Linked DNA regions of Gossypium arboreum: region 2 is linked to region 1. The links are chromatin contacts, called in public Hi-C maps. All regions are on one chromosome and are shown on one strand. The core of a region is the stretch at or near the end of the contact, and the rest is flanking DNA. Distances in the headings are between cores, read along the strand shown. Region 1 holds the start of LOC108462547 (phosphoribosylamine--glycine ligase-like). Region 2 holds the start of LOC108475880 (GTP-binding protein ERG).

Evidence for each region. A called contact is a pair of places that touch in the nucleus more often than the background predicts.
Region 2: a contact with region 1 is called in a Hi-C map of leaf, with 3 times the contacts expected there. The contact joins the promoter of LOC108475880 here to the promoter of LOC108462547 in region 1. A contact is called at or near these places in 2 of 5 Hi-C or Micro-C datasets (both in leaf).

The regions. Positions count from the first base shown.
Region 1 is chr2:107,397,933-107,401,166 of ASM2569848v2, forward strand. LOC108462547 (phosphoribosylamine--glycine ligase-like) reads left to right here and starts at 1,834. Exons shown (of 5, transcript XM_017762749.2): 1 at 1,834-2,036; 2 at 2,361-2,637; 3 at 3,021-3,234. The coding sequence starts at 2,385. LOC108456590 (shaggy-related protein kinase kappa) reads left to right here. Exons shown (of 13, transcript XM_053025132.1): 13 at 1-137.
Region 2 is chr2:107,600,395-107,603,950 of ASM2569848v2, forward strand. It overlaps LOC108475880 (GTP-binding protein ERG), which reads left to right and starts at 1,576. Exons shown (of 8, transcript XM_017777876.2): 1 at 1,576-2,337; 2 at 2,433-2,522; 3 at 2,855-3,000. The coding sequence starts at 1,831.

The DNA of each region.
Region 1 (3,234 bases), core at 584-3,083:
TTTTTTGTTTTTTGTTTTTTTTTTTTTTGTTTTTTCCTTTGAAGACAATCATCTTAATTACTATAACATTTTATGTATACTTATTTGTGAGATGCTTTACTAAGTTCATGTCATCGTCTTTAAATTCAGGATTCAAATTAGGACCATGGACTTTTTCCCCTGTGATTGTTATAATAACATCCAACCAAGTTTGGCTTGTGGCATTAGAAATCAATTTGGAATTGGTTGGATGAGGATTTGGTAGGTTTGGTGGTCCAATCACCTCCATAAAATCTGAAAATAAATGAACCGTTGAGAATCGAATCGGGTTAAAATTTTGGCAAAGAAAAAAGAAGGGAAAAAATGGAGATTGTTATGTAATCAAAAGAATAGGACCTCTGAACAAAAGGACAAGGTGGTTTCAACAATATAAAATTCTTATTTTATTAGATTTCTTCTCATCCTTCATCATCATAGCTTACGCCACGTGTTTCCTCTACCTGTGCCCTTCCATAGAAATTGATCGTATTACCCTTTCCAGTTGTCTTTTTCATAACATTACCTTCATTCCCTGTTGTTCCTTGTCCCCAAAGATTAAAAGAAGAAATCATTCCATGTAGCTTCGTCTAGACCCAAATTTGACCATTCCACCAACCACTGAGTAACAACTAGATTGTTTCTTTTGATCAAGACAGCTTTAAGATCCACCTTAGGTTGACCATCTTGATCGATTTCGAGAAGGGGGGTTCCAAGTTTGGTACCACCTGAGCTCTTGCATTTTTCTTTAAAAGGTTAACATGGAATGCTGGACGTGGCTTCAAATCATCAAGCACCAACATGCTAAAATGGTGGATTGCGACATTGAAGGGGTTACCTGAACGTGAAAAAATGAATAATAAATAATATAGAATGGGTATAAATACCGTTACATGAAAGTTACACCCAATTAAAGCGTTTTAGCAAGAAATGTTTCTAAGTGTTGTTTTGGGTTCTCATTTCATTCCGAAGATGTTCACTTGTAAATTTTTGGATATTGACTAATATGTTTGGTTGTAGCTAACAGAATGGTTGTTTATTTGTGAATGTCATGCTTATACTCTTTAACAAGACTGGAATGGTTCTAAAGCTAAAACCTCATCAACTTATTTGCAATGTGATGCTTGCGATGGATATTTTTAAAACGCAAGATGTAAATATAATATGTAAATACAATTTCATGCAATTTTCATAGTATATTTTTAATTTTTTTCCTTACAGCCTATTATATAATTTTTGTGCAATATTGAAGGCATTATTACTTTTAAAGTAATGTATTTTTGTTTCAATAAAGTAGGTTATATATTATTTTTATATTATTAATTTATATTTTAATAATAATTATATTAAGAACGTTATTAAATTATTTATTATTATTTTATTAAATTATAATTAATAATAATTTTATTAAAATTTAATAATAATAATTATCTATCTTAAAAGAATTTTGCTAAGGGTACTTTGGACATTTAAATATTTTTTCTTATGTTGTTACAACATCTATTCCATTAAACTAAACATGAAAATACAATTACAATTTTATTTAATTCTATTAAATCAAACAATTGAATTACTGATTATAATTTTATTCCATTCATCTCAACTAAACTTGGTATAAACACTAAATAATTAAATGAACTACACAGATACACAAACCTTAAATGATTGTGGGGGCATTTTACTTTATTGGGGTGAAAAAGAAAGGGAAAACAAGAGTTGATATTGGTGGAAAAAATCCAAATCCAAATCCACTTTCAGACATTACCATGTCAAATGCAAAACAGAGAGCAGCACATAGTATAGGAGCAGAATTAGCACACCTTTTTTATTTATCCTTTACTTGTAACTTTCGTCTCCTGCACAGTTATCTATATTCATCTCCACTCCTCACTTTTTTCACACGCAATATAAACTGCATCATCATCACTCATACCCAAATTTAAAAACTTTTGCTGCCTTTCACTTTCACTTCTAACTTATCTGCTGCTATCTCAAGCTTCTCTGTTGGCTTGGTCTCACTTGTAAGGTCTTCTCTCCCACAAATATCTGTTGTTTTACTTACTATTCTATTCTATTTCACTGTTTCATTTGATTAATAATACCCATTGCTTTATATTAGTATAGAAAACAAAAAGAAAGAGATGTCACTCTTTTGCCCCGTAATGCTTACTAATATCTTACGTATATTGAATACAAAATTACGATTTGAATTGATGTTTATATGTTGTGATTTGTAGTTACTCATTTATATTTTTATAATTGTATACTTGTGCTTGTATTTTTCTTTCTCAATAAATGACAATAAAACCCGCCAGCACCAGGTGTTGTTTGTTTCCATATTGCAGAGAAGAACTTGAAGAAGAAAAAGTATGGCCTTTACTACCCTTAGACTCCCTCCTTATCCAAAGCTTGTTACCAACAACAGGTTTAGCGGCATCTTTGCTTCTCAATTTCATTCTTCCGCTTTACCATCAAGTTTGGTGCTTGGTAGTTCCTCTTCCTGTGTGGGAACTCTTAGCTTAAGCATCAATCATCATAGCTCACGATGGTCCTCTACTACTTTCACATGCTTTTCTCAGACATCAGAGCTCTCCGTTTCAGTTGATACATATGGCAATAACAGTATGACTCTGCAACACCCCCTTTTCGTTTATTTTTCTATTTTTATGATTACCCTTTCCTCCATTTTCTCTATTATTCTTGTTTGTGGTTCATCTTTTTTTTTCCTTTTTTATTTTCATGGTAAGCCAAAGAAAAAGATGGGACTCTTGTGTGATACTTTTTTCTTGGGGTTGTCTCGACTGATTTGATTTATCTATCCGATTTCAAAAACATTGGTTGACACCGTTAATTTGACCGTTATGATGTATTATCAATTTAACTCTATTTTTTAAATGGGAGTGACTGGAGGCAAAATTAAACTATCATTTAAACAATAGGACCGAAAGGATTGATATGAAATGAGTTATGAATATTCAACTATATGTTGTCTTTGGCTACTGCAGCGGAGAGAGTGGTGGTTCTAGTTATTGGTGGAGGCGGAAGAGAACACGCTCTTTGCTATGCATTGCAGCGGTCGCCGTCTTGCGATGCTGTCTTCTGTGCACCAGGCAACGCGGGGATTTCCACCTCGGGGAATGCAACCTGTATTCCTGACCTTGACATCTTTGATAGCTTAGCTGTGATTTCTTTTTGCAGCAAATGGGGTGTTGGTTTGGT
Region 2 (3,556 bases), core at 326-2,825, 200 kb after region 1:
GCAAAGAATGTCAAATGTGGAGTGTTAAATTTGGGTGGGTTGAGCTATCCCACATGGAGTGTATGGTCTGGTACGGGTGGAGTGTAGTGGTTGGTGGGTTGAGTAGTCTCCCAAATGGGCTTGCATATGTTATTGATGTTGCATGTATTTTAAAATGGGCCTATGGGCCATATTGTTATCTGAATAAGGGCTAAGGCCCGCTTTATTGTAATCAAAAGGGCTCGCCCAGACCACTGTACACTGAATGGGCTTAGGCCCAATGGGCTGGAGCCGACTTGGGCTTTGAATGGGTTTTTCTTACACACTGAGTTTCCCCAAACTCACCCCTTTTATTTTTATCCACGCAGGAAATCTCCAACCATAGTGAGCTTGGAGCTGTGAGGGAGTTCGGAGTGGCCACCCGTTCTGAAAATTTGATTTTCTTCTGGTGAACTGGACATCCATTTATTTACGTTTGAAGTTTTGGGTTTTTAAATGTAATAAGGCCGCTTAATTATTTTTGATGGTTTTAGTATGTATTACTAAGATAGGTATTACTTATTTTTACTGTTGAAATTGGATAGCTTTAGGGCGATTTTTCAAAAACAACAATTGATTTCAAAATAACACGACAACAAGCAAAGCTTCCGCAATGAAAGTATTTTCCAAAATTAATCATTTTTCCTAAAAATGACTTAATCAAATCGATTTCCTAGAAATATCCATGACGTTAAGGTGTGGCAATGGCGGTATGCATGTCTAGGATTGGATCCGAAGGGAGCTTGGTACTTAAGTAGTCCGATGGACTCACCACCTCTTTTCCGGTTTCCTACCTGGTGCATAGCTTCCATTTACTTTAACCTATACTGAAATTATCTTTTAAAACACTGAGTAAGTTTTTCTGGATCAACAATATAAAATGTTTTGAACGCTTCGATGTGGCATGTCGGATCTGGTCATAACGTCTGGGCCGGGTTTGGGGTGTTACAATGAAAATGGGACAAATCTTAACAATCTCGCACTTAAAGTAAAGATTTAGCATAATAACTTATTTTACCCTCCAACTTTACAAAAAAGTCATTTTAGTCATTCATTTATTTTTTTCGTCTCTTTTAGCCTTGAACATGTAGTATTTGTCAAATCACCCCAAAATGGATGGAAAATATAATAAATGTTAACTTTACTAACACGGCAACCACGTGTATGCGATGTTAGTAATTAATTAACTTTTCTATCCATTTTTCGGTGATTTGATAAACAACACAAATAAGGGCTAAAAGAGGTGAAAAATTAAATTAAGGGCTAAAATAACTTTTTCTGTAAAATTGAAGGGCCAAGTAAGTCATTATACCAAAATATTTTGCATCCCATGTATATATTTGAAGTGTAACAAGTACAATGCAATTACAAATACAAGTCTAAATAATCACAAGTATTAAACTATTACAAACGGACTGTCCAAGGAACCACAAAGTATAATCATACTATTACAACACAAATAAATTAAGAACTAATATAATTCTAACTAAAATCAATAAATTAAAATTATCTGAACTAAAATTTCCATTATGGGACTTGGATACCTATGAATAGAGTATTTGACAACACATTTTATAGGATAGGGGAATAAAACCTCAATTGCCTCGGCCTGACCTGAGCTATTGGGCTCCTGAGAGGCCTTTACTCCAAAACTTTTGTGTTTTTCTAAAACCCCAAAACCCCAAAACGCTTCTCGTCTTCGGCACTCGGCAATCATCACCACCACCCCAACCGCTCGCCCTACAGCTACAGGACGCTCGCAGTGTGTTTACCGAGAACAAACGGAAGCAAATCCAAGATAATAGAAATCCAATGAATACAACAAAGAAGGCTTTGACAGCAGTCACACATCTTACTTCTCTTTATCCTCGCCAACTACACACTTTCCACCATCATCCCCATTATCATCACCGCCTATTTTATCGTTTATTTTCAGCCCAAACCCAGCAACGCCAAGATGATTCGGACGAGTCCCACTCTAACAACAGCGCTATCTCTGACTTTGACAGTGCCCAATTCTCCATCCCCGATACCCTCAGAACTACCCCTCAACAACCTACCTGGCATGTCCACCATAGGCAACGAGTTGAGCGGATATTCTCCAACGGCGATCTCCGCCACAGCAAAGTTAAAGAAGAGGAAGAGGAAGAGGAGAGCAGGAGAAGGATTCTTGCAAAAGCCTTGCTTGAGGCAGCCTTAGAGGGCCCTGACGAGGATGCCGACCAGGACCAAGAGGTCAAGGAAGAGGACCAGAAGTCTCTCTCCGTTGGGATAATTGGCGCCCCCAATGCTGGAAAGTCAGCCATTACTAATTTTATGGTTTGTTCATTAGCTCATTCTATTTCCTTCTCTTTAGCCACTGGCGCATCATTCATATCACAACTAATTAATATCTCCAATGCGTTTTTTATAAGGTTGGGACTAAGGTTGCTGCTGTGTCACGGAAGACAAACACAACCACACATGAAGTTTTAGGGGTCATGACTAAAAGGGATACCCAAATTGTATGTTCCTTTTTTTGTTTATTCCTATTACTATGCTTTCACTTCTCTGTTTGCTTTTGGAATTTTCCTTCTCCTTTGTGACATACAGTACACCCTGTTTTTTTCTGCAAGACACACCAATATTTGTTCAATTGTGTTACTTTTAACTGTTTTACTGGCTTTCTATCTCGTTTTTTATACTAAATTTCAGAAAATGGGATTGTTATGATTCCATGTTTCTTTCTCGCCCTCCTGGGAATTCATGTGTGGGGAACTCATCTTTTACTCTTGCTTTATTGTTATAGTGGCCTGTAGGAAGATCATTCTACTAATCTGGTGTGTACATTATGCAGTGCTTTTTTGATACCCCTGGACTAATGTTAAATAGAAGTGGATATCTTCACAAAGATATGAAGGCTCGCGTCGAGAGTGCCTGGAGTTCAGTTAATCTCTATGATGTGCTCATGGTTATTTTTGATGTCCATAGGCATCTTACAAAGTTAGTGATACACTACACAGCTGATATTTTGACTTTCTTTTACTTTTATATTAATTTTCTCCTTGGACATGTAGCAACCTTATTGTTGGTGTGCTTCTGATTTGATTCATTTTTTTATCATCTCTTTTACTGCCCAATACATTGTTGTTCATTTAGCTTGATTCCAGGATTTCTAGCTTCCACTCATCCTGTCCATTTGCTTACCATCCTGCATTATCTAGAGAGGTTGCTGATTGTATGGTCAATTTGATTAACTCTTAGTCTTCAGTGCAACCTTTGGAAACCAGTGTAGTTCATAGCTTTTCTGTTACCATTTCATCATCATTGTAGATCTATTTGCCTCAGGGACTTCAACCGAGATCTATCATCAGTCTTCTGTTATCTGTAGACTATACTACATGGTTTTATCTTGTAATGGTGTACCAAACGTTCTTCATGAGGGAAGCTGCTTTGCTTTCTTGTAACAAATTAGAGATAGCGGGTGGATCTAACCTATTCCTAAAAGGGTCAAGGTCTTTAAGGGATGTGGCTTTGATTTTCTGACTGCAATTCGAGG